Regions from separate parts of the Mus musculus genome. Here regions 1, 2, 3, 5, 6 and 7 are each linked to region 4. A link is a contact called in public HiCAR-type, HiChIP or PLAC-seq and promoter capture Hi-C data. All regions are on one chromosome and are shown on one strand. The core of a region is the stretch at or near the end of the contact, and the rest is flanking DNA. Distances in the headings are between cores, read along the strand shown. Region 1 holds the start of Clgn (calmegin). Region 2 overlaps Elmod2 (ELMO/CED-12 domain containing 2). Region 3 holds the start of Elmod2 (ELMO/CED-12 domain containing 2). Region 4 holds the start of Usp38 (ubiquitin specific peptidase 38). Region 5 has its middle 25 kb from the start of Tbc1d9. Region 6 holds the start of Tbc1d9 (TBC1 domain family, member 9). Region 7 holds the start of Lsm6 (LSM6 homolog, U6 small nuclear RNA and mRNA degradation associated).

The links. Promoter capture Hi-C pulls out the DNA fragments that hold promoters and counts their contacts. HiCAR-type assays count read pairs that join an accessible place to other places. HiChIP or PLAC-seq counts read pairs in DNA pulled down with a chosen protein or histone mark.
Region 1: a contact with region 4 is called in an H3K4me3 HiChIP or PLAC-seq map of embryonic stem cells, with 5 read pairs. The contact joins the promoter of Clgn here to the promoter of Usp38 in region 4. A contact is called at or near these places in 1 of 39 promoter capture datasets (the 3T3-L1 cell line) and 2 of 115 datasets of contacts at active chromatin or transcription factors (embryonic stem cells and pro-B cells).
Region 2: a contact with region 4 is called in an H3K27ac HiChIP or PLAC-seq map of embryonic stem cells, with 4 times the contacts expected there. The contact joins the enhancer-like site here to the promoter of Usp38 in region 4. A contact is called at or near these places in 2 of 39 promoter capture datasets (hippocampal neurons and liver), 1 of 484 Hi-C or Micro-C datasets (neutrophils) and 3 of 115 datasets of contacts at active chromatin or transcription factors (embryonic forebrain, embryonic stem cells and trophoblast stem cells).
Region 3: a HiCAR-type map of astrocytes shows a contact between it and region 4, with 7 times the contacts expected there. The contact joins the promoter of Elmod2 here to the promoter of Usp38 in region 4. A contact is called at or near these places in 9 of 39 promoter capture datasets (the 3T3-L1 cell line, the C10 cell line, cranial neural crest and 3 more), 4 of 484 Hi-C or Micro-C datasets (B cells, embryonic stem cells, neutrophils and 1 more), 3 of 115 datasets of contacts at active chromatin or transcription factors (astrocytes, cardiomyocytes and embryonic forebrain) and 1 of 9 other capture datasets (adipose tissue).
Region 5: an H3K27ac HiChIP or PLAC-seq map of large pre-B cells shows a contact between it and region 4, with 5 times the contacts expected there. The contact joins the enhancer-like site here to the promoter of Usp38 in region 4. A contact is called at or near these places in 1 of 39 promoter capture datasets (pre-B cells) and 1 of 115 datasets of contacts at active chromatin or transcription factors (large pre-B cells).
Region 6: a HiCAR-type map of astrocytes shows a contact between it and region 4, with 8 times the contacts expected there. The contact joins the promoter of Tbc1d9 here to the promoter of Usp38 in region 4. A contact is called at or near these places in 8 of 39 promoter capture datasets (the C10 cell line, cranial neural crest, embryonic stem cells and 4 more), 5 of 115 datasets of contacts at active chromatin or transcription factors (astrocytes, embryonic forebrain, embryonic stem cells and 1 more) and 1 of 9 other capture datasets (liver).
Region 7: a contact with region 4 is called in a promoter capture Hi-C map of liver, with 2.4 times the contacts expected there. The contact joins the promoter of Lsm6 here to the promoter of Usp38 in region 4. A contact is called at or near these places in 2 of 39 promoter capture datasets (both in liver).

Annotation. Positions count from the first base shown.
Region 1 is chr8:83,388,108-83,391,388 of GRCm38.p6, reverse strand. Clgn (calmegin) reads right to left here and starts at 1,547. Exons shown (of 15, transcript NM_009904.4): 1 at 1,289-1,547. Gm32377 (a long non-coding RNA gene) reads left to right here and starts at 1,900. Exons shown (of 5, transcript XR_878991.3): 1 at 1,900-1,978.
Region 2 is chr8:83,314,215-83,317,928 of GRCm38.p6, reverse strand. It overlaps Elmod2 (ELMO/CED-12 domain containing 2), which reads left to right. Exons shown (of 9, transcript NM_178736.5): 7 at 130-198; 8 at 995-1,128; 9 at 1,468-3,714. The coding sequence ends at 1,613. Among named protein-coding and RNA genes, the nearest start is that of Elmod2, 16 kb to the left of the region's middle. Within about 2 kb of position 2,063, at least 11 of the 459 cell types and tissues checked have an H3K27ac peak or open chromatin away from gene starts, as enhancers often do. A contact at or near this core is called in embryonic stem cells, where this site is marked.
Region 3 is chr8:83,330,803-83,334,524 of GRCm38.p6, reverse strand. It overlaps Elmod2 (ELMO/CED-12 domain containing 2), which reads left to right and starts at 2,039. Exons shown (of 9, transcript NM_178736.5): 1 at 2,039-2,175; 2 at 3,267-3,414. The coding sequence starts at 3,273. Gm32327 (predicted gene, 32327) reads right to left here and starts at 1,906. Exons shown (of 2, transcript NR_168721.1): 1 at 1,475-1,906.
Region 4 is chr8:81,013,583-81,017,397 of GRCm38.p6, reverse strand. Usp38 (ubiquitin specific peptidase 38) reads left to right here and starts at 2,492. Exons shown (of 10, transcript NM_027554.2): 1 at 2,492-3,643. The coding sequence starts at 2,962.
Region 5 is chr8:83,138,836-83,142,489 of GRCm38.p6, reverse strand. No RefSeq gene overlaps it. Among named protein-coding and RNA genes, the nearest start is that of Tbc1d9, 25 kb to the left of the region's middle. Within about 2 kb of position 2,264, at least 89 of the 459 cell types and tissues checked have an H3K27ac peak or open chromatin away from gene starts, as enhancers often do.
Region 6 is chr8:83,163,376-83,167,177 of GRCm38.p6, reverse strand. It overlaps Tbc1d9 (TBC1 domain family, member 9), which reads right to left and starts at 1,826. Exons shown (of 21, transcript NM_001111304.1): 1 at 974-1,826. The coding sequence starts at 1,103.
Region 7 is chr8:78,818,798-78,822,530 of GRCm38.p6, reverse strand. Lsm6 (LSM6 homolog, U6 small nuclear RNA and mRNA degradation associated) reads left to right here and starts at 1,379. Exons shown (of 5, transcript NM_001191004.1): 1 at 1,379-1,483; 2 at 2,446-2,544.

The DNA of each region.
Region 1 (3,281 bases), core at 298-2,797, 2.4 Mb before region 4:
CACACATACACATATACTTTAATTACATGTATGTGTTTCTCTTTTGTGGTTATGTACACGTATGTGTGGGTGCCAGAGGAGGCCAGAAAAGGGCATTCGAAAGCTCCCTGCCCTTGATACCTTGTCACTAAGTGACTAACACTGTTGTTCAAAGGACAACTGAACTGGTTCCCTTCTCTGGGCCTCTTGTCACCCATGAGTTGAGAGAAAGTCCTATCAAAGCTGACAGTTCCTGTTTTCTAATTACATAATAAAGAAGGAAAGTTTAGTAGACACCAAACAAGCCCAGAGCCCTGAGCCCCCACCTGCTAGCTGCATATCCATCAGCACACGCCACCATTTACAGACAACAGACCAACAAGACCAATCAAAACAAGACAAAAAAGACTATCTTGAGTTTAAGGAACAGGATCAATGTGTCTGGATGACCAAACCAACAGACTGTAGACTAGAAAATGGTCAAAATTACAATTACCAAAAAAAGAGAGCTACCTAGGGAGATGTCAATTTTTCAGGGCAAGAAAAACAACCATGATTTACTATTCTGTTTCAACATAAATTAATCTTCGTCAGAGATATTGAACCATTGACCACCTAATTTTTAAATTTTTGTTTTGCCTAATTTGTTTATTTCTGTTTATACCTTCGGTCTCCAGCTCCCAACTTCCTAGCCTTTTGCTCTTTAACCCCAAACAAACCCCTGCATAGCTTCTTCCTCCTGGGTGGGGCAGATGCCACTTAAACTCAGCTAAAGTATCTGACTGATAGTAAACAGGCTTTAGATAATGAGACTCTAGTCATTAAGGTTTTCTGGATTCAACACAGGGCCGGTTACTCCCCAATGGCTCCTGTTAGGCTCCACCCAAGTGTCTAGGGAGTGGCCAGGATTCTCTGGCCACCTTAGCCAGGTTTGAGCGTGGGGGTGGGGGAGGTAGGGTTCTTTGGCTTCACAGAGAAGTGGGCTGCAAATGTGCCCAGGTTGGTTTTGTTGCATTTTCTAGAAAGATGCGAGAAGAACTCTCCAGGGATTGTGGTAGAGCTTCGTGGAACCGGGCCACACAGTGGCAACAGCAGCTGTGGCAACCGCTGGGATAACGGACTTGAGAGAGGCGCCAGGCTGGGCAGGGCAACCTGGCCTTCCCCAGTGTCAGGGAAGCAGAAGGAGGACCCAAGGGACTCAGGGTGGCGTCTCCCTCCATCCAGGGCTGATCTCTGTCCCCGAGGTTGGCAGAGCCCACCCAAGAGTCTAACTCCCACATTCATCCCTGAACTCATCCTCCAGCCTCACCTGGCCGCACCAAGCTAAGCCTTCTTCTAGTCTCAGAAGAGGATGCTGCGGGGCACCTGGATCCGATTTCTCACCCGGTCCCCAGAGAACAAGCCGCAGGAAGGCGGCCCGCGGTCTACACACCTGTCCTGCGGGCTTGTGTCCAGCAGCGGCAGCTCAGGTGTCCGACTGGCCGCTACTTGGTGCCCGGCGTCTCCCCAGAGCGATCCCGCCGGCAGCCGCCCAGCAGCGACTGCTAACTGCGCGTGCGCGAGCGGCCGCGCGGGAGGATGCAGGATGCAGAGGCAGCCCCAGTGCGCAAGCGGCCCGCTCAACCGCCGCTCGGGACCCAGCGGCCGCGCGCCTGGGGGGATGCGGTCCTTCCAACGTCAGTCCCTCTCTGGAGCTCAGGCTGCTGGCTCTGCAGACTGCTCAGTTCTTCGTGTCGCACCTTAATTGGTTCCCGGATGGATGATGAATAGATGGATGGTTTTGGGTTTTTTTGTTTTTCTTTCTCTTGTTTTGTTCTGATGACCTTAAACTTTTTGATCCTCCTTCCCTTCTTCCTGACTTTTGGATTTGCAACGCCACACTGTTATGCAGTAGTGATTGAAGCCCTCTTGGTGGGGTTATGCAAGCTCTGTATCAGTTGATCCACATCTTTTGTTTCCTCAATTTTATCTCAACGTTTTTAAAAGAGTGCCAGGGCAGGTGTGCCAAATTCATACGCTGAAATTTCCCTCTATATTTTTGTGTTTTAGTAGCTGATTGTTCATGGTTATCAACCGGGAAGCTTCCTATTTCACACATGCTCCTGGCTTGCTATTACATTATAAATGAAACTGTACATTTTCATTTTGTCAGTATTAATGTTAATAATTTGCCACAGACACATAATTGGTTTTTTATTAATCTTGAACACTCCTTGAAGGCATTACCTGCTTTTTTCTCTGTATGTTTACAATTCTGTATATTGTTTGTATCGTCTTAATTTGTGTGACCAAACTTTGAGTCTGTGTAAACGTTCTGTTTTCTGTTCATAAATGTTTGAAGTCTGCCCCTTGATTTAGGATCTGTCATTTTTTTGCTTGACTCAACTTTACTGTGGTTTCAATACAGTAATTTTAACTAACTGTCTTCATTCCTTATTAGGCACAAGCAACATTTTTAAAAACTTAACACACCTCCATCCAAGAGTCCATCCTATTTAGGCATAGAGTCTGTTTTATCCAGTCACTGTGTACAGTTACTGTGGTACCCAAATTGTCCTAGGTTTAACTGAAGGAGGTGTGAAGGGTTCTTTGGAAAGTCAGTTGGGTGGTGTTTTGCTGGGACAAACACTTGAAGGAGCATCTTGTTAAAGTGGACATAGGTGTGAAAGGCTACAGCAGACTCGTGAAGGAATGTTACACTGAAGCAGACACAGGAGAGAGGATGTTCTGCTAAAGCAAACATGTGAAAGGACACGTGATAAAGGATTCTTCGCTAATGACATATGTATTGGTGTGCCTTACATTGTGTAGTTGAGCTGTGTCTGTCGGGACTCCATAGAAACACATTAAAGAATTGTTGGTAGTGTGTTGTAGTTTTTGTTGCTTTTGCAGACTTGGGCTGATTGGCAGAGTGATGTCAGCTGAGACAGACGCACATGCTAAGGCAGGACCTGTGGAGGACACGTGATGTTTAGAGGGAGTATAAAAAGGACCCAACTAACAGTGACAGGGGTTGAGCTAGGCTTGCTTATCGAGCTAGCTGTGCAACATTTGTTAGTCACGAGTCTTTGTTGGTCTATGCTTGGTTGAGAGAGGCATAGTCAGAACTTTTCTTGGTGTTCCTCTTGGTCCCTCCTGCTGACTCAAGCCAAGGCTGAGGCCTGGCTGTCTCTGCTAGGTCATGCCACTGCTGTCGCTAACCTGACTCTACTAACCTGGACTGCTGGTGTATCTGTGAAGTGTTTGCGAGTGGATCGAGCTGCCGCTACTGACCTGTGACTTGAACTGTCCATTTCTAGACA
Region 2 (3,714 bases), core at 814-3,313, 2.3 Mb before region 4:
TGCCTTGAGGTGGAGATGGTGGAGCTGTGGCAGCGAGGGCACGGTCTGACAGTGCACGTGCCTGCTCTGAAGTATTTACCCTGCTTTTGGTGGGACATCTCGCTTCATCATTTCCCTTGACTTGTTTAGGTATTTCAGTGAAAACTACACCAGCGAAGCGCATCAGATTCTCTCCCGCTCAAATCACCCCAAATTAGGGTAAGCTGGGCAAACAAAAAAACTAGACTCTTGAAGTGAAAATGACTGTATATTTCAAAATGTATCCTAAAATGATGTTATTTTAATGATTGAAACTGCAGAAAGGATAATATAAACTATTTTAAGGAAAAATGATCATAAGTGTTCTATGTATTCCAAAATAAATTTTATCACATGATGTAGTTTATAAAACAAAGATAAGGGCTCATTTTTTTTTTTCAAGGACTATTTCAAAGTAGAAGGAGAAACTTAGGAAAATCTGAGTTAGCTTTGAAAATAGTAAAGAAAATGCAAATTGAGCCCTTGTTATTAGCTTTATATTGCTTTGTATATAATAACTAGAACAATAAAGCATGGTGTATATGGGTGTCCCTCATTGTATTTAAATGTTGCAGTCAGAACTTTTATTTTTACTTCTTAGCTTCTATTCAGAAAACAACAGTCTTCAAAAAAACAAGCACTTTGCGGGGCGGTGGTGGCGCACGCCTTTAATCCCAGCACTTGGGAGGCAGAGGCAGGCAGATTTGTGAGTTCAAGGCCAGCCTGGTCTACAGAGTAAGTTCCAGGACAGCCAGGGCTACTGAGAAACCCTGTCTTGAAAACAAACAAACAAACAAAACAAAACAACAAGCACTTTGATCTTTCTCACTGTCTGAGTTCAGAGAGGTTACTGCAAAGTAGGCCCTGTGTCAGGAGTGCAGTAGAGACAGTTTGGAGTGGACTAATGAGCTCTTTACATGCTGTAAGCTGTTACGAGCGTCAGCTAGCTGTGTAACTGGCAATGTTTCTGACGTAGGTATTCTTATGCAATAGTTGGAATCAACCTTACAGAGATGGCTTATAGCTTACTGAAGAGCGAGGCCCTGAAGCTTCACCTCTACAACTTTGTCCCTGGGGTACCAACGATGGAGCACTTCCACCAGTTTTACTGTGAGTATCGGGGTCAGAACCAGACCTGACCAAGAGCAATTCTAACACTCAGCGAGGCAGAATATAGAGCTTTTAACCTAATGCCTCTGAATACAGAGTTTATGCTTATCATTTTATTGTTTAAGATCTTTGCTATCCAAGAGAATAATGGAAGATGATCTCTAAGTGCACTTTAAACATTACTGTCTATATTTGAACTCAGATTGTCTGGCTGGTGTGACAAGCAGCCTTATTCACCAAGCTGTCTCCCTGACCCAAGATGCGTATATACTTTCTGAAGATGGTCTAAATAGATGATTTTACTCCTGTGGACATGTATTTGTGTGTTTTTACTTGCAGGTTACCTTGTCTATGAATTTGACAAGTTTTGGCTTGAGGAAGAGCCAGAAAGCATTATGTACTTCAACTTGTACAGAGAGAAGTTTCACGAGCGGATCAAAGGACTCTTGATGGATTGCAATGCTGTGCTCACTTTGAAAACATGAACCATCCGTGTATCTTCACTTTCTACCACATTTTGCACACACAACAGAATTTATATGTTATTATAGAAATTATCTGATTAACTACACTCATATAATTTCCTACAAAAATACTTCAGAAACTCTATTTAAGAAAGCTAGCGGACAATCAGTGTATGTTTACAGTTGTTTATACACTGTTCTCCAAAGGTCCCTTACCCTTCCAAAGAGCCCTTCCGGAGGTACATGAACTACAGTTTGGAACTTGGGTCTTAGCCTGTTAGTTTAAAAGTATAAATCAGGTATATTTATAGTTAGCCAATTGATCACAATGTGCACAAGTCTGTTGTCATTTTATGTGTGGTGCTCCCAAGCTGGTGTCTTTTTGAAAATTCTGCAGGGTCATTGTTTGCTCTGGAAGTGGCTTTTGAATGCCCTTTGTCTTTTTATTTCTAGGCAAATCAGCACAGGGTGCCCTCTGAGGCTTTCTTTGTGTCTTTAGCTCTTGTCAAGATGTCCTGTCCTTGGAGCAGAGGGCACATGACTCTGTCAGGGAAGGTGGACAATCATGGCTTCCTTTTGATTTTTCTGGTCACTGACTAAAGAACCGAGACGTGGCAGTACTGATGGCTGCTTCTTACTTATAAGTAGCCCGTGTGGGAGGTTTTATCCTAAGGAGTCTAGGCATTTACTCCAGGTCAGTATTTGTTTTTATCAGCTGTAGAAGGAACCTTCCTCAGAGCCCCCTGGGAGAACCCCGCCTGTGTGTTTAGAAAGGAGGTGCCTCTGCTGAGAAAATCTGGACTGCATTTGAAACATAGTTTCTTTTTCGATAAAACTGTCTTTGAAACTTACACAAGAAGAAAACCGAGAGCTTTTTAGACATCTGTTCCCTATCATTGGTGTGTTTGACCTGCTGTTCACTTTTGCTTGCCCTTGATTTGACTCTGGTGTTTCTGGGTAATATTGTAGGGACCTGGGTTAGTGGGCTGGGACATGCTACCATAGCCTGGATCATGACTGTGCATTTTTGTATAGCTTTATTCTCCAAAGTCTCAGGAGGGCAGCAAGTATTGTCGAGGATTCTATGTGAGGGGATTCTAATGGGGTGGTTTCCTCTTGGCATGCTTTAGCAATTTGTTCTCAGAGCAAAACAAAAAGAGCCTAAAGATAAGAAAGATGATTGGACTTAGAAGCACTGAGTACGTCCCGTGGAAACCAGTCTACAACATGATAGGTTAACCTAAAACATGGTGCTGTTTTGCACATCTTTTAATATCAGGTATTTAAAGACTAGCTTGTGTGATAGCGGAAAGTTTGCTGTTTTCTCACAATTTGTTCATGTTTTCTGTCAAGCCTGTCTTCCCACTTGTGGGGTTGGGGGGAGAGAGCAAGCATGAGAAAGTCATGTGCAGTACGGATGTCCCATCAGAGAGCCACAGCTGGAGTGTTGTATAGCACTGTGTTGCAGAGCATGGGTTCAAATTGCTTTTCCTTAAGGAAGATAAAACTTTTTTTAAAAGTAGCTTTGTTTTATAATACTAGAAAGGATTCAGCTTTTCAGTATTATAGGAATTTAATAATTGATTTCTTATAGGGGACTTGTTGACCCTGGTAATACAGTAATTTCATTTTTGAGAAATCTTTTGTCACCCAGGTTTTAGGATGCATTGTGTACCAAAACCCTAACAAGGAGCCCATGGTTACCATTGTTGTCCACTGTATTATAGTGTGAAGTCCTCCATGGAAAGCAGCTGTGTTAGTCTTTAACTTTTGTGCTAAAAGTACTTATGCATGTATTTTAATCTTTGAGCAGCCTAGATCTTGAACTGATTTAACTCTTTATCAGCATATGTAACAAAAAGCATACTTGAAGTATGAAAGAGGAAGTAATAATAATAATAATAAGTAATTATTTTCTGGCAGAAAAAAATCTCTAATGATGTTAAGAACATATTGTCATGGTTTGGTTAATGTCACAGTCCTTAAATCCTCCTTTGTACATTACAGATATTGTTTGTTTTTTTTTGTTTGTTTGTTTATTTGTTAAAATTATCATTAGCCATTTCAGATAATTATATAGTGAACTGATGTGTTAGCCAATTCCAGCTTCAAAGTTCTGATC
Region 3 (3,722 bases), core at 790-3,289, 2.3 Mb before region 4:
TACCCATTTTCAAGATTTGCCAATCAGGGCCTGCTTGGTAACCTATAAATTTGGATACTCAAAGCTATAGAAACAGAACAGCTTACTGCAGGAGCATATAGAAGAAAGGCTGCCTCCAACACTCCCGGGGGATGGATTTGACTGGAGGCTCCCTGGTCCTTCTACTCTGGGCAGGGAGCTCACCTGAGGCTGCTCCAGGATATGGCCAGCAGCTGAGGCAGAGGGTTCATTTCTCCAAGAGTTTGCAGTCTGGCTAAGAAGGGAATTGTCTCTGCAGCTGCTTCCTGACTCCAAGACCCACTGCTGTGATACCTACTCTGATGTAGACTTCCAGACTTGCAGCTTCAGAGCCTTGAGTCCCAGCTTGGCCACCATGCTGGTCCAGTGACCTGCTAGAGCTGTATGCTTTCAGGAACTGAGAGTTCAAATGGCTCTGAATAGTAAAATCCTACATGGCAATCTGTTTAAACTAGTTTTTATCTTGTAAAGGCTGTTAATCCCAGAGTGTCAATAACACGTCTTTGTTGTCTGACCACTCCATTCTTAGAGGAGGGCGGGACAAGAACTTGACTGGAGACAGGGAGAGAGATGGTCTCCACGAAATATTTCACTCCCATGGGGCAAAGGTGGTGGCTTGTCTGCCCTTCATAGGTTTATGCTCTACAAGAAGAATCTACCTTTAAAATGGAAAGGCATGCCGGGCGTGGTGGTGCATGCCTTTAATCCCAGCACTCAGGAGGCAGAGTCAGGTGGATTTCTGAGTTCGAGGCCAGCCTGGTCTACAAAGTGACAGGACAGCCAGGGCTACACAGAGAAACCCTGTCTTGAAAAAAAGAAAAATTGGAAAGGCATGTACTGCGCACTTAATCAGACCTAACACGGAGATGGATGGGGCATAGACAAGACACTGGCTTGAATATTTTTGGAAGTATAAGGAACTAATAGTGGTTGGTCCTGACAAGGGGACCAAGGAGCCAGGAATCTTGTTTGGGTAGGAGGCTAAACTGTCTGTCTGTCTGTCTATCTATCTATCTATCTATCTATCTATCTATCTATCTATCTATCTATCTATCTACTTTTTTAGGCAGATCCTTAAGTAGCCTTGAACTGCAGATCTCCCTGCCCACATCACCCTCCAGCTGGCATGTAATTACAGGCATGCATGAGCGTGCCCAATTCAGGAATTTCTTTTGTTTCATTTTTAACTTCTTTTATATTTAGCCTTCTCTCCACTTGGCTCTTTCTTATCCAACCCACCAACCCCATTATTGTGCCATCAGCCTTTTGTAATACATTCCTAACCCAGGACTTCTACATTTACTGTCCTGTGGATCAGTCTTCCTCCTGAAGCTGGCCCAGCACACTCCCTCATCTCCTCTAGTAACGCTTATCCTTACTTTGCTGATTCCGCTGTATGTAATGATCCCTTCCCCTACTCCCTAATCCCCTTAATAACTTTGTTAGGCAGCTTCACCTGATACTATGCTTTTGCTGGTTGGTTTGGCGTGCGAGTCCCTTGTAGAAGACCACCTAGCACATAAAAACCATACTTTTGAGGTTTAAAAAAAAGGCACAGATTATTCCTCCAGTAGAAACGATGTTAAGAAATGAACGTTTGATGAATTAAGTGTTCCATGTTTGTTTTCAGAGGAAAAACTCGCAACTTCTCATTGCACACACTTAGTCACGCAAGTTCTTTTGCGTCATCCATAAAGTGCCTTCGACCCAAGTTTCCTTTGTGCCTCATAAAGATGGGAAATAATCACTTCGCAGATTAGGAAATGTAAGTGAAAGTGCTGTGGTCACGCCCGCGGTGGAAGAGTCCCGGAAAGCCCAGAGCAAAGTTCCCAGGCCGAGTCCACAGGGAACTCGTTGGCGCTGGGCTGGGAGTGCGGCCGCCGCCGTTGCCATGGGAACCGTCCAGCGTCTGGCGCGCCTGCCCGCGGGCCCCTCCTTCCGCGCCGGCGATAGGCTGAGAGCGAGCCAATCGGAAGAAGACGAAGAGGCGGGGCGCGGAGCCAAGAGACACCCCGCCCCCGCAGCCTCCGTGCGGACTTCCGGGTCGCGGTGTTCGCAGGGAGCGCTCCACGTAGAGCGTCGTTTCCGTTGCCGGTGTTTGCAGCTGGGGAAACCGAGGCAGTGCCAGCTTCCCCCTAGTTCTTCCGCTCCTGTGAGGTGGCTGCTGTTTTATTTTTCTCTCACTCTGAGTTGCTGGCGTGCGGCTGCGCAAGCCTCGCTGGCGTCCCGCGGATAACCCGCAGGGTGCGGGGGCCGTCGGGGCTTTGTGCAGCGTTCCCGCGCGCGAGAGGGGCGGGACGGCGCGGTGCCCACGGGGCTCGCACTCGGTTTCCCGAGGCCCTGGGGCTCGGCGGGACGGCCTGCCTGCGCCTGGCACTTCTGCCCGCTTCGTCCCGACAAGCGCCGACGGGATGACTCATTTTAAAGATCCTGATCCGCGTGTCTGGCACCGACACCTGGTGCCTTGCCTTGCGGGGATTTCGAATTTGACAGCTCCTCGGGCCCGGGCGCAGAGAGGGTGTGTCTGCGAATCCCAGGGCTGGAGTTCCCGGTATCCCTCCTCCCCTTCGTTTAGCACCCGAAAAGAGTTTTATTGCAAGATCAGTTATATCAAGTGTATAGATTTTGTGGGGTTTTTTGTTTTTTAACCTCTTGGTGTCTCTGCCCTTCACCTACTGACTAGAACAATGATGAATTCGTCAGGATGCCATCTGCTCGGTTTCCCAACCTGTATGCTTCAGTTTGTAAGCCACTTGTAGTGTTTTCATTTGTCGGAGTCAGCTGACAGGGACAGCTGGGCGCGCTCTCAACCAAGGCTGAGAAGAGCTCATTTTTTGGGAAGCCACATCTGATGTGTGGTAGATTTGAAATTGTTGCTCGGTTGGTCCTTTTATTCTTGAACTTCTTTGTTCCAAGTTTCAAGGGATGAAAAACGGAAGTATGAATCCAAAATATTAAATATAATATTTGGCAAAAATGAAATGTGGTTATTCTTTTTAGCGATTAAATAATTTGGCCAGTTATTTGGCTACTTTTTACATTTTTTTTTCAAGTGACCATTTGGCAAATCATTATTTAAGCTGTTGTATGTTATTTCCTTGCCTGATGAATTAAACACTCACAAAATAGACACAATGGAATAATATATTTCATTATCATTTGGGGAGTTGGATCAACTTAATTTCTTTTTCAGTTTTATAATTCCAGTTTGAGACCGTTAAGCTTGTGTGTTTATATCCTCTTTCCAGGGAAACATGTTCGTGTCTCTGTGGGAGTTTTTCTATGGACACTTTTTCCGATTTTGGATGAAATGGCTCTTACGGCAGATGACTGGGAAATGTGAATTGCAGCGAATTTTTGACACCTATGGAGGGGCACAGAGGACCTACAGAATAGGTAATACCTTCAAAATAAAGAAAATTCAACATTAATTATAACCTAACTGAATTCTTCTGCTCACCCCATGGGAGTTTGATTTGAGCGAGTCACTGCAGCTGAGTTTCTTAAGCTTTGTGGTCTTTAAGTTCTTTTCATTCTACTACTGACTATTGAATTGAGCACTGAATATATAAAAAGAAACTTCCTAAAACATCCCATATGTATCCAAAAAACGAGCCTTTTGGGTGTCTTAAAAATGTATCAGTTATTATTCAGATTATATTTTCAATTGTTTACTAGAAAATTATTCTCTCTTCCATTTGAAA
Region 4 (3,815 bases), core at 1,243-3,742:
GTATGTATATATGTATGTATATTATAGTTATATGCCATTTTATCAAGGTGGAGAACCTGCCCATCACAATGAATCAATCTACTCCTTCATACTTATACCCACTCTTCTCTACCATCCTAAATAAACCCTTATAATCACATCTTTCATCTCTAAAAATTTTATTTTTGACAATACTATATAAAGGAACTTTAGGAGTATGCCATTGGAGGTTGCCTCTTTTAACTTGGAATAATGCCCCTGAGATCTGGTAAGTGGGTATGCCTATCAAGCCTGTTGCATTTTCTTGTTGATGTTTTCAATGAACCAGTTTATTCATCCAATTTAACCATTCCATTGATTACCATTATTGTTGACTATTACACATAAACCTCCTGTAAACATCTGTGTATGATTATTTTTGTTTTACTATAAGTTCTCATTTCTTCTGGGCTCTTCCAAAGGGCTGCCATCACTTCTCCAGTTCTGCCCTCTGTAGCACTCTAAACTCAGGTTGATGTATTTCACTGCTACTGCTGTTCTTGGCAATCATCCTATGATACTAGCATCTACAACACACTGGGGTCTTCTGCTGCAGCTAGGCTTCACCAATAGCCTCTCATAGGTTCTCTTCATGGTTCAACTTCTTTGCATGACTCAGTTCTGGGCCATCAACTACAACTGGGGTGGCACCTTCACCAATGGCCATCCATGGCCTTGCACAGTGCTAAGCCTCAGCTGCTCTTTCTGATCACTTCACGCCTTCAAAACCACCTGGGTGACCCTTACACATTACCACGTAGAGCTGCAGCTCGAGATCTAGCCTTGGCTATCTCTGGAACACAGTTTCTTTGTGCTCTCAGAAAACACTTCCCAGAAGATTTCACTTCAGTGACGCTGGTCTCTTCGTAATCACCACTAATTTCTTAGCTCCAGCTACCAGCATCAATTGTCCCAGTAATCCCTTCTTTAAAGCCAGAGCCACATGGCCAAAGCTGCCAAGTTCTGCTGCTTGCTGAAGCTGGAATGTGTCCTCCCACCTCCACCATGTTCTATTATCAGCTTTCTGTTTTCTAACTCCCTCTCTGCCTAAGTTTGGGTTTCCTGAAATGAACTCAGAGACCTACATGGCTGTCTCTTGTAATGCTGGAACTAAAGGCATGTACCACCAGGCCTGGAGTTAAGCTCTTCACCTAGAACCTGCTTGTCCCAGGCTGGCCTTGAACTCAGAGATCTGCTTGGCCTTATCTCCATGGATTAAAGGTGTATGCCACTATGCCTGGGTCTAAATTTAGCTGAGAAGGATCTTGCTTATACACTGAACACTGAATACAAAAGCTCACTATTTTTTATTTTTTCCAGACATGGTTTCTCTGTGTAGCCCTGGCTGTCCTGGAACTCACTCTGTAGACCAGGCTGGCCTCGAACTCAGAAATCCACTTGCCTCTGCCTCCCAAGTGCTGGGATTAAAAGCGAGCACCACCACCACCCGCTAAAAAATCTATTCTTACAACAACCTTGTTTTGAATCACCACTAAATATATGAGCCACCAGTACTCTCTCTACATTAGCAATTGTTTCAGAGGAAAAACCCAGCCATTTAAGGCATTGGAGTATGTCTGGGCCTAACAAGGTCTTTAGAAAGATTTCCCCCAAAGCTTGGTTTGTTTGTTTGTTTGTTTTCTTATACTTTCCTCCATTCCTCAACTAGTGCTCTTCTCGCGTTTCCAAAATTTTCTCAGACACAAGATTTTAAACAATTAATAGCACTTCCTCGAATTGTCTTCATAAGCAACATGTCTCAGACTATGACATAGTAAAAGTTCCTCCATTTTGTCTCAGGTGGAGCCATCTTTGGTTTACCCGGAAACTGACACCATCATTCCCTGATGAAAGTGAAAAGTCCTGTACCCCAACTCTGTCCTAGAAACTCGGGGAAATGCCTCAGGCAACTGCACGTTTTGGGCTTCTAGTAAGCTGCTTGCTTACTTTATTTCCCTGCCAACGGCAAACAAGGAAGTAGTGTTTCCGTGTTCTCTGCCTTTTACAGCTCCCTGCACAGTGCGTTCTTCCGGCTGCTCTGAGAGAAGGGTTTCCCCCCGGCAGTCGCCGGCGGCTCAGTATAGACTCTCGGTTCGCTCGCGCTGAGTGGTCTCTGAGTTTCTAACCCTCACCACTGACGGAATCCACGTCCGGCGACAAGAACCTCAGAGCTCAGAGTAGGCTCCCTGAGCAGCGCCTCCGGAAGTCCGCCAGTGACGTACCACACAGTCTCCAGTGACGTGAGAGTGGCCGCGTGACTCACTCCGTGCCTCTGCGCCTGCGCGCCAGGGAAGGGGGCGCGGCCTATCGGGGGAGGAGCTACATGGAGAAGGGGGAGGGGCGGGGCCAGCAGGAAATGGGTCGAACGTAGCCGGGAAAGGACCGGAAAAAAGTGGGCGGGGCGAGGGCGGACCTATCCGCTGTACCTCGGAGCTTCACTTCCTATTCGCCAGTATTTCTGCTTCCGGGTTCAGGGTGTTCCGCGCCTCCGGCTCCTCTCCTTGGCAGATCGAGGTACTCGCATTGACAGTGCCTCCTGACTCAACCCAGGGCGACTTTTAACTGCCCACCCGCGGGAGCCGGGGCTCCGCACTGACCCGGGACACGAAGGCGCTCCTCACCTTCCAGCTCAGCCTGGAGGGTCCCTGCGCCCGGAGGCTGGGAGAGGTCGCGGGCCCAGCGAGGCAGCCTTATGCGGACCTCCGGCCCCTGAGGCGGACCGCGGGGACCCGCAGCCTTTCGGCGTCCCAGAATCGCTCGCTCCCGTCCCGGCTCGGATGGGCCTTCCCACTCGATAAATGTGGCTGCTGAGGCGGCGGTGGCGGTGGCCGGTCCTGCTGCTGGTTGGCTCCAAGTTCCTCCCCGCCGGGGCGCTTTGCTGCCCCCCGGGGCTGCCGCTGCCAGCTCTTTATCCCCAGGGCCTGGCCTTGCAGAGTGGCGACGATGGACAAGATTCTGGAAGGCCTGGTGAGCTCCTCGCACCCGCTGCCCCTCAAGCGGATGATTGTGCGGAAGGTGGTGGAGTTCGCGGAGCATTGGCTCGACGAGGCGCAGTGCGAGGCCATGTTTGACCTGACGACCCGCCTCATCCTGGAGGGCCAGGACCCTTTCCAGCGACAAGTGGGCCACCAGGTGCTGGAGGCCTACGCGCGGTACCACCGGCCGGAGTTCGAGTCCTTCTTCAACAAGACTTTCGTGTTGGGCCTCCTTCAGCAGGGCTACCACTCAGTGGACAGGAAGGACGTCGCCATCCTGGACTACATTCACAACGGCCTGAAGCTGATTATGAGCTGCCCGTCGGTGCTGGATCTCTTCAGCCTGCTCCAGGTGGAGGTCCTGCGAATGGTTTGCGAGAGGCCGGAGCCAGTGCTCTGTGCCCGGCTGAGCGACCTCCTGACCGATTTCGTGCAGTGCGTCCCCAAAGGGAAACTGTCAGTTACCTTCTGTCAACAGCTGGTTCGAACGATAGGTCATTTCCAGTGCGTGTCCACTCAGGAGAAGGAACTACGGGAGTATGTCTCCCAGGTAACGAAAGTGAGTACCTTACTACAGAATATTTGGAAGGCTGAGCCCTCCACGCTGCTACCTTCTCTGCAAGAAGTTTTTGCAAGCATCTCTTCCACAGGTAAGGGTCATTATTTCAGAAAAGTGTGTCTTGGAAATTCAACACGTGTGTCTCATCAACACAGTGCGCTTTTTTCCCCCCCGGAAGCATTCTCTTTGGGGGTACTGAAAGAGGCCAGGTAGCCTATTTTATTAGAGTAACTCCTCCAGTAAGAGACGTTCTTGATGGAGAG
Region 5 (3,654 bases), core at 1,015-3,514, 2.1 Mb before region 4:
TTGCTTGGGGTACCAGGAAATTCCTTAGGCTCCAAATAAGTTTTATGACCTGAAAAGACAGTAGTAGAAAAAGAAGAATGTTGGGGGTTGGTCTAGTGCTATTATATATACAAATGCTAAATTCTGGACCCCAAGATCTGGTTGCCCCAGACAAGCATATTCTCACATACATTGGCCTTTGTATTATAAACCTTGCTCCCCAATGTAAAGCTATTGGTTAAATAAAAGTGGCTACAACCAATGACTTGGGAGAATAGAGGTAGGCAGGGCTTTAGTTACCAGGCTGGCGGTCACAGGTAGGGACCGTGAGGAAGAGAGATAGAAGAGATAGAAGGAGAGATGAGAAGGAGGGAGGAGAGAGAAGACAGAGAACAGGAGGTCTCTGTTAGATAGGGTGGACCAGGAATACTCACCTGAGTGAAATGTCTTCCCGCCCTGAGAACAGATTGGTGGAGTAAGTACTTGAGGAGCTTAGCTGGAAGCAGCCAGTCTAGCATTAGAAAAATAGATTAGGGGTAATTAGCCCAGCAATGGTGCTAAAGCTGATAGATAAGTCTAGTAGGCCTCGGTCTCGATTATTGGGGGGGGGGGCTGGCCAGGTCATATTAATAACTACTAGAGTTAATAAAAAGTGTTTTAAAGAAACAGAAGAAGGCCCTGAGGAAGTGAATTACATGCCATTTTCTCCTGGAAAGACATCAAGTCGCTAGGATTTTTCTGTGAATACAGTTAAGGTTTGATTTGTGGTCCAAACGAAGACCAAAGGGATCTTCTTATGACTGTAAAGACAGTTCCAAGAGCAGAGGCCAAAACCAGATGTCTTTCACGGTGTGTACAGTGAAAGAGTTTTCAGAGGAGAAAGAGTTAAAAACAGTATGTCTCCAGACAGGGCAAGTGATTGGAACCTTCTTCAGAACTGAAACCAGAAAACCGGAACTGGGCAACTCAGCTTCCAGCAAATGTTGACTTTGCACAACAAAAAGTTGCCGTGTGCCCACTGTGTCTGGCTGTGTGTGAGTAATGAAGCTGTGTGCTTGACATGGGGCAGATGATGCATCGTGATTAACTAGGGACACCTTCCACCCTGACAGGGAGCAAGCTGATGATGTGGAAATGAGGCCAGTGACATGAAGTTATACTTTAAAAACATGTCTTGAATTGTCGCTTCTATTTTAAAGGGATAGAAGCAAAGGAAACTCAAGGCAGAAAGAACTGTACCAATATGAAGACATCTGGGTTCTTGAGGAATGTTGTGTCCAATCCCAGTTGGACTTCCTAGCTAAGAGTGCGATAGGCAAATGACTACAGTACTTACAGTACTCCAGCTCTTGGCACATAAGGAAGATATTGGAGGTTGCAGCTATTAGTTCGAGTCAGTGAAACGGCAAGTGTGCTGTCTGTGAGGAAGTCAACTGCTTCCTGTGAAATGACCAGGGCAGAAGCAGAGGCTGGCTGGGCCTCAGGATACAGAGGGGAAGCTGTTGTGTGCCTGTGTGTGGGACACAGTGGTGTCTGGAGGTGATGTTTACGAAGGTGCATGTACTTGCTGGTCTACCTCCTCCCCACCATGGTTGTGTGTTCCTCTTTTGGTTCCCCTTAGGGGCTGGGTAAGACTGAATTCGAAACAGAGGGCTGACATTTCTTCCTGATCCCTGTCAAAGTAAATTAAGGCTTCCAGCAATGATGTTCTAAAGGGGCAGGGATATACTCACATCAAAAGACCACCAGCTGCCTATGAGGGTGTCATCTGTGGCATGTGGTACATGTAGTAGAATATATTACTTAGACTCTGTTTGGGAGACCCTATTTCATGCTAGAACACTGAATTCTAGTCGTTAAGTTCTGTTATCTTGCTTTGTGGACTTTGAAATCCTGTTTTATTAACATAGCAAAACCCAGGATAGGAAAATGAGATTTACACAAGTGATGGAAAAAATGAAGAATTTACTAATAATCCCTGTAACGTGACCAACTGGTGGAGGTATTTATGTGAACTTTCAATGCTGTTTCAACAACTGCCTGTAATTGTCTAGCAAGGGAAGGCCCATAGAAGGCAGTGCCTGATAAACTAGTTACCTAGTTTTTGGACTGGACAGTGACATCTAGCAGTTTCCTTCCAGGAAGGAGACATACTCAGGAGACTCAAGGAGTAAACAAACCTCCCACATCCTGGGAAAGCTGAAACCAAGGTTCACCAGAGGGCCCCCACCCCTGCCAAGGATAAGGAAGCAGTGTGAAGAGCTGTTGGGGTTTGGCAATGGGGAGAGAGCAGAGTGCTCTGAGGAGCCTTTCTGACCAGTCTAGCTGCTTGTAGTTCCTGCAGAGAGCTCTGGGCTTGCAGCCTTGGCAGCTGTCATCGGAGCTATGGACTTCTCTGCCATGAAGTTCCTTAGCATCATCTCTGTTCCTGTGAGCATCTTATGCACACTCCTGGGAGGAATCCCAGCAAGCTGGCTGATTCCACGCTGGACTGTGGTGCCATTCTTTCTTTTATCTCTTATTGGAACTGTGCCCTTTCGAATGAGTGGGCATTTGTGTCACATCTTCACAGGAAAAAGAATCACACGACGGACACAAAGAAATGTGGCTGTGCCTTTCCTTCTCAAAGCTTTCTGTACTGACGGGTGTCTGAGCTCTGCCTACTTTGTTGTTGTTTTTTGTTTTGGTTTGTTTTTTTGAGACAGACACTCATGTATCCTAGGCTGGCTTCAAACTTAGTATGTAGGTGAAGATGACCTTGAATTTATAATCCTTCAGTCTCCATCTCCTAAATGATGAGATTCCAGGGGACCACCATGCTTCCCCTGTGCCATACTGGATACTGAATCCAGACTTCTTGTACCCTAGACCAGAACTCTACCAACTGAGCTACATACCCAGCTCAGTTATGATGATTTGAAGGATCCTTATTCTTTCCATTAATTATTTATTTACTTTATATCCTGATCACATCCCCCCTCTCCTCCAAGTCACCCCCTCACACACCCCTTTTCCCCATAGCTCTCTCCCTTTCTCATCTGAGAAGGGGGAGGTCCCCCTGGATACCAATCTACCCTGGCACCTCAAGCCATTGAAGGACCAGGCACATCCTTTCCCACTGAGGCCAGACAAGGCAGCCCAGTTAGGGGAATGGGATCCACAGGCAATCAGCAGAATCAGGGTAGGCCTTGCTCCAGTACGAAGACCAAGCTGCACGTCTGCTACGTGTGTGTGTGTGTGTGAGTGTGTGTGTGTGTGTGTGTGTGTGTGTGTGTGTGTGTGTGTGTGTGTATGGGGGAGCTAAACCCAACTCATGCATGCTCTTTGGTTGGTAGTTCAGTCTTTGGGAGTTCCCAAGGGTCCAGGTTAGTTGACTGTTGGTCTTCCTGTGGAGTCCCTGTCCTCCAGGTCCCTCAATCCTTCACCCAACTCCTCCACAAGACTTTCTGAGCTCTGTTTAATGCTTAGCTGTGGGTCTCTGCATCTGTTTCAGTAAGTTGCTGAGTGGAGCCTCTCGAAGGACAATTATGCTAGGCTCCTGCCTGCAAGCCTAACAGAATATTATTAATAGAAATTGGTTCTCAGCCATGGGATGGGTCTCACTAGTTGAGGCTAGGCATTGGTTGAACATTTGCTCAGTCTCTGCTCCATCCTGGTCCCTGCACTTCTTGTAGG
Region 6 (3,802 bases), core at 577-3,076, 2.2 Mb before region 4:
CTGTACTGGAAAACATCTGAATTTTAATGTGAAAAAAAGCAGTTTATAAACATCACAGTTATGTCTTCACCTCATCAAGAACTATCCTCTCACAGCGGGCACTGTGGGAGCAATTTACCTAACACTCAAACTCTGGGAAATGCGGTCCCAACCCCGAAGATGTCAGCAGTCCATCCCATGTCTGCAGTCTCTCTCCTAGTAAACCATCTACTTATGTCTTTCACTGACTTTGGCTATAATAAATATTCTAGTACATGAAGGAAGGCCCACTATCTCTAGCACTGAAAGTCAGTATTACCTGTAACCTCCCCCTATGCAAAACAGCTAGTTAATATGGAAATAACCGGGTTATAAGAGAGAAAGATTGCTAATAATCTTGGTAACATTTTGTTGAAGGAGTTTGAGAACTAACTGAACTAGTTAAAATGCAGTTATACAGCGAATTCTTTTTATGACCAGAACCAAATAACTTGCTTTGTTTTATGTCAGATCTCATGCAACAAAAGAATTCCATTTTCCTTATTCATTCTCATAGGTCATGTAGGAAGTGACCACATCAGCCTCTTGACAGATTGCTTCCCTGGTAACAAAAGGGTATTTTATACCTAATTGCCCATAAAGACAGCTGAGTCCAAGCTAAGCATCTTCCATCTCTCTTCTCAATACATTCAGCAGTATGTTAAAGGGGGGTAGGGAGAGTATGCAACCCGGCGTTCGATTCTTAATAATTCACTCATTGCTAATTTCATCTTAACCCACTATGGGTCACCCAGAACTCAAAGACCCCATCGCCCGACAGGGTCAGGAAAGAGGCGTTTCTCTCCTAGTCTGGGGGAAAATAAAATCACAACTCGAGACACCTTCCAGGCCCCCAGACAGGGCCGGCAAAAGGCCCAGCCCCGGAGACCGGGCGGCGTCCCGGGTGTCCGCAGCCAGAGCCCCGGGCGGAGCCTCCCGCAGTGCCCGTTCTTACCCGCCAATCCGCCGCCGCCACCCCCGTCGCCCCCGTGGCCCTTCCTTCGTTGCAGAATGAAGTAGGGGTTGGCTCTCTCGGTGATCCACAGCGCGTTGGCCAGCAGTACCTCCTCCGGATTCACCCACATGGTCCTGGTGGCCGCGGGCAGTCGCACAAAGAGGCCCGCACACTGGCGCGCTCTCCCGGGCACACGCGCGCCCTCCCGCCCGTGGGTGCGGGGCCGCGACGGCCTTCAGCAGGCTGCGGCCCGCGGCTCCCGGCCCGCGACAAAGACCCAGCGGGCAGCCGGGAACGACGACGGGGATCGGGACCCAGCAAGTAGCATCCTCCCTACGGCTCCTCGCTCGCCAAGTGCACAGCCTCGCAGCCCGGCCCTGCCCACCGCAGGGCGAGCAAGCGTCGGGGCTCGGTCTCAGGGCGCGGCGGTGTTCAAGGGCGAGCTTGTGCGGGAATCCGAGCCCCCAGGGCGCCGTGATCACCAGCTGCCGAGCCCGAGATCACCGCTCGTGGACACTGCGCGTCGGGGCAACGAGCTGGAAGGACGCTCCCGGCGCTGGGAATGAATGACGACAGCGCGGCTCAGTCGCCGCGAGCCCGGGTGACCGCGGGTGGCTTCTCGCGAGCCCGGTAGGGACTGTGTGCGGAGCGCAGGGCCCCACGCCCATCCCAGCAGGGAGGAAGCTGCCCCGCTCCCAGAGCCTGCGTGTGGCGTGTGTATTCAAGGCTGACGCTCGGCGGGACAGCGCCACCCCTGCCCCGGAAACGTGTGTTCCCAGGTTCCAGACCTGGCTCTAGAGCCAGGAGTCCAAGGTGGACGCAGCCAATGGTTGGTAATGTTTTTGTTTCCTGCATCCCTGGATCAAGTCACGCGCTAAACTTGTCACCACCGGTGGCCACTCCCCTTCCATTCCTTTGTAATTAAAGTGGCCCAGCTAAATGCATTACATCACTTCTTTCCTTGACCTACAGGGCGTAAGCTATAGAGAAGTTGGAAACAGACCAAAAGCTTAAACCAACTAATTCTCCCCACAGCTGTTCCTATATTGGGCATTAGGAGCTTTGAGGGACACTAGCATTGTTTGTTTGTTTGTTTGTTTATGAAAATTAAACCAGAGGCACTCAGACCAGGCAACTTTATGCTTTTAACAATTTGTCTTTCCCTGCATTCCTGGAATCCCTTTCTGGTCTCAGCTCATTTACTGCGTATCGTACGCGACTAAATGCATTCACCCGAGAGATCGGAGAAATGTTTTCAGCCAAAGAGGTTTTCCTTTTCAGATGACCAGAGTTGTTGACTAGACTCTGCAATGGCCCAAAAGTTAGCCAATCGTGAGAATCTCCTCTTTTCAAATAACCAAACCATTCAAACACATTTTTTATGTGTGTACCTATGATTTAAATGTGTCCTTCCAACCCCAAATTCAGTCACTGTGACAGCATTAATCTGTGGGGCCATTAGAGGCAATTAGGCCGAGTGGGGTCCCTCATCAGGAATGGAGAAAGACACAGAAAGCAGCACACAGGAGTTGGGTTAGTTTATCCATCAGCTCAACTCTGTGAGGAAGCAGACAGAACCAGCAGCAGATGTGGCCCACATGGTTGTAGACTTACTGACCTTGACAACCATGCGAAATAAAAGTCTTTCCTTTAAGAGTTACTCATCTTGCCAGGTGTGGTGGCGCACGCCTTTAATCCCAGCACTCGGGAGGCAGAGGCAGGTGGATTTCTGAGTTCGGGGCCAGCCTGGTCTACAAAGTGAGTTCCAGGACAGCCAGGGCTACACAGAAAAACCCTGTCTCGAACAACAACAACAACAAAAAGAGTTACCATCTCAAGTATTTCATGACAACAGTACAGATGGACTAAGAGCGGTTTGGGTGTGTTTCTGACTGTGTTAAGGACTCTTCCAAGTAGCTGAATGAGCAAACTGGCAGCCATTCCATCAAGGCTTTGTGCCCAGCCCTGAGGGTGCTAAAGAAGTACAAGGCTCTCTTCCTGTCACCACAAGGGTCTTCTCCCTGATTTGTTTAATCATTTAGATACCTGTCCATTGACAGGGTCCCACTGTGTAGCCCAGAATGGCTTTGCACTCAAGAGCCTCTGGGCTCATGAAGCATAAGCATGAAGCTCTCTGGTTGGTCTGCACTAGCAACGGTCTGGCTTTTCACCTGTTTTTCATCTTCAGTCTCTTTAGGAGACAGACACTAGACCTTCAGGCCTTTAAAGATGCTCAACACAGTTAACAGACGCAGGTATGTTGCTTTGTGGCAGTATAATTTCTAAAACTACAATAAACCCGCCATGCTGAGAACGGAGACAGTGGGGCAGCCTGAACTCAAGTCTCTCCACCTTGAGAAAAGCATGCATTAGACTGTCTCACAGTTAAATCTAGCTTCTGTTTTTTTGTGGGTTTTTTCTGTCCTTTATGTCTTGGGTTTCTGTAATGTAGGCACTTCTATGGGCACAACGGAGAGAAAGTTTGTGCTTTCTGTCTTGTTTGGCAAACACAATAAAGATTGTTTTCCATTACCAATTTCTACTTCCTACATAGAAACTGAGGTATTGGGTTGTGGACCTAAATATTTGGTAATAGTTTGGCACTTTCAGTATTAAAATCAACAAGCAAAAAACAACAGGTACTTTCTGTAACTAGTATTTTTTTTTTCTTTTTTGAAACAGGATTTCTTTGTGTAGCCCTGGATGTCCTGGAACTCAAATGTAGACCAGGTTGGCCTCAAACTCAGAGATCTGCCTGCTTCTGTCTCTCAAATGATGGGATTAAAGGTCTTCTCCATAACTGCCCACCTTGTAAAGTAGCATTTTCAA
Region 7 (3,733 bases), core at 130-2,629, 2.2 Mb after region 4:
TTATATCTATGTCTACCTACCTATTTCATCTCTCTATATAATACGCATATCATAATTACAGTCAGTAAGAAATGTAGTATGTAGCACAATTTGATTTTTCTTTCTTTTTTCTTTTTTTAGACAAGGTCTCAAATAGCCCAGGCTGGTCTCAAACTCATTCTGTAGCTGAGGATGATCTTGAATTTCTGATTTTCCTGCACGCATGCCTGGGTGCTAGGATTACAGGTGTGAGCGCCACTATGCCACTACCGCTGTGGTGCCAGAGATGTTCATGCACACTAGATATGCTACCACTGTGCTAAATCCTCAGCCCCCAATTTGACCTATAAAGCAGTTTTTATTTTAGGGACAAGGCATAGCGTGCTCCTTCTTTGATTTAAATGTGACTTTACCTGTGTTCCTAATTTTATATTTCAAGAGCCTAAAATGCTGTTTGATCAATGTCTGTAATTATTTGGTCTTGACATCAACTGGAATTTTACAGACAGACAGAAGGATGTTCCTGTTCTTTTCCAAATTCCACCCAGTTGTTCACTGTCTGGGGTATCAACCAAAGGCAGGTAGATCACTGTCCAGGATATCAATCAAAGGCACGTAGAAAAGGAGGAATCCACTTTGTGTTTCAGAAAACAATTCTGCATCTTAGATCCTGTAACACTTATCAGGGTTATGTAGCTGTTGTTTGAAGGTATTATAACTTTGTTGAATGTTAAACAACAGAAACAGAATTAAAATTTAAAATATAAATATAAAATATAAGTTAAAATATAAAGAGATCGTGGGGGTAGAAGAAATTGTCTTCCTGTGACTTTTTTTCTTCCATAAATAAAAAGCATGCATTAAGAATTCATGAAGTATCCCTAACCAAGTTCCCATACACTACTTAAATAGTATCTGCATGCAGTTTCCAATTAAACTAATTTGTAACGTTTTCTAATTGATGCCGTTATAATTCAGAGTTGCTTGAATTATTTTTTTGTTTCAGCATTCCCATGGAAACAATCTCTTCATACATTTAATTTATATGCAGAAGTTAGTTTGAGGGTTTGAGGCTTTTAACTTGTATTTGTTTTAAATTATTTAAGGCTATTTCGGGGTGCTCAACAGCCATCGTTTTAACTGTAAGTTTCCGTTTCTTAATATTTTAAGGTTCTTTACTGTAAACACACACACACAAGATCACTTCTAGCTCTTGGTTGGTTGTTTTGCTTTCGTATTCTATTTTCTGGCAAAAGAGAGAATATCAGAATATCGGACCTTTACTTCAAGCCCTGGCTGGGTGCCGACGGTACCATTAAACAAACCCGGTCTTGGAAGCCAGCTCACTAACGCGTTCTGACTGTTTTTGATCCCCGCGGGTCGCCATAGGCAAGGAGGACGCTGATTGGGTGAGATGGGAAAGCCGCTGCCGGGGGCGGTTTCGGTTTTCGGCGCGCGCGTCCGCGGAAGCCCGGCCTGTGAGCGTTCTGGATCCGGCTGCAAGGTGAGCCCGCGGCCTGGGAGGAATGAATGGGTGCGGGCAGGCACTCCGGGTGGGAGCGGCTGGCGTAGGCCGCGGATGGTCCGGGCTGGCGGGGAGCGGCTCGAGCCGGGCCTGCGTCCCAGGAGATGCTCGCTGGTCTGGGCCACGCGGGCTCGCGGTGCCGGGCGCGCTCCCGTGGCGCGCGCGCTTCGCGCCGATTGGGGTGAGCGCCCAGGGTTACGGTGGCGCGCGACTTCGGCGCCCTCCTCCACCCGCGAGCCCTGCGCGACGGAAAGTAAATACAGACGAGCGGAGGAAATGGTCCTTGCTGACGGCCTCGGCACACCAACTCCCTTTCTCTTGTGTGGGCCTGTTTCTGTTTCAGCTAAGACCACCAAGTTTTTTAACCACACACCAGTATTTAGTTTTATACTTACATTAAAATGAGACAAGTTGTGATTTTAAAATTCATTGATCTCGTTTGGGCCCCCTGTTTTATTGTGTGGATCTCATAAATTATTCAGCTGTTTCCCAGGCTGACGTCTTTGGGTGTGAGTTTTTTGCTTCATTTTCGCATCCCGAACGATATCGTGATGCCTTAACTTCTATTCCTCAAATTTTCAATTACTAGCATAGATGGTTCTTGCACATTGCGAGACTGGTTTTTCTTAAAGTGTTAGTAATTTATTTGGCTCTTCAAAACCGTGAAAGGGCCTACTGTGGTTCTAAAGTAGCAAAGCACAGCCTCACTTTGGAATTACTATTGGGAGTTTGAACTTGCAGGCTGTGACTGTGTGTGTGTGTGTGAGAGAGAGAGAGAGAGAGAGAGAGAGAGAGAGAGAGAGATAGAGAGACAGACAGACAGACAGACAGACAGAGACAGACAGAGAGACAGACTGACTGACTGACTGCACATGTTAATCAGATGCTGGAACAGGAAGAGACAGCCAGTACCCATCTAGCCTAACTTCCTTATTTTGCAGATGAGCCTGGGGCCGTGACAGGTGAAATGGTGATGAGTTACGCAAGCTGCACAGATAATTAAGTAGCAGAGATTAGAACTCAGGTTTCCTGCCTCCCAAGTGAGTACCCCTAACGACTGCAGCAGCTCTTCTCTCACTGAAGGGTGGCCTACTAGATAATAGAACTTCTTTAAAGAAAGTTTTGTTTTGTTTTTAACTCCCTGGCTTATTTTCTACTTTTGGATTGAGGGACTGGAAAATAGAAAAGTTACATTTTTGTGTTCAGCACTAGAAATTTATTTATTTTTTTGAAGGTCAACCCTTTCAAGACTTTGACGATTGCTTCCAGCTTCCCCGTGTTGGGATCAGATACTTCTGATAAGTGCTACTGTTATCCCTCCCAGTACCGAAAAGTGCATGGACGTTCAGGTTTCCTCTGTGTTTACATATAAACTGTGCAGTCTTCCTGTGCCCTTCACATCATCTCTAGATTACTCACAACGTGCCATTTAATGTCACTGGTTGCAGTAGAGTATTGCTTAGGGAGTACAGCAAGGGGAAAGTCTGTGTCTGGGTAGCAGAGAGACCGCTGGACAAGTAATTACAGCTTCATTTTACCAGGTGAGGCAAGGTTGGCTGGATCCGTAAACACTTTAAACCCACAGACACAGAGGGGCTTGCCTACTCAGCATCTGGTTCTCACGCCAAGGCTCGCCTTTCCTAAAATCCCGTGGTGTTTAAGCCAGAAAACCGAGAGAGAGGGAACGAGGTGGTGGCTAGGGCTCCCTGGCAGCATTTCTGTCAGCTGACGTGTTGAACCACTCCCACCACTCAGTCCTTCGTTGTAGAGTGCTGTCCTCTGAGCCAGCAGTTCCCACCCCAAGGTCACAGCCCCTTTGGGGGTGTCTGGCGACCCTTCCTCGGGAATTGCATGTGCATATCAGAGATTTACATTACAAATCATAACAGTAGCAATAAAATTAACCTTATGGTTGGGCTCACTATACCATGAGGAACTGTGTTAAGGGCTCACACATTAGGGAGGTTGAGAACCACTGCTGTACACTGTAGAGTCTTGAGGGACATCCCTGACCTCTGTAAACTAGATCCTAGTTACCACTCTCCTGTAGTGACAGTACAGACTGTAGACATTTTCAAATGTCCCCAGGGTGAGGCACAAAAGTCACCTCTGGTTGAGAGCAGCTTGCTTTTAGGAGTTAGCCTAAGTAACCCAATTGTCAGGGCACTCATGGCCAAACCTGGACACCTCGCAAGGGTGACCTCTGACATCATATGCACGCTGGAGCAG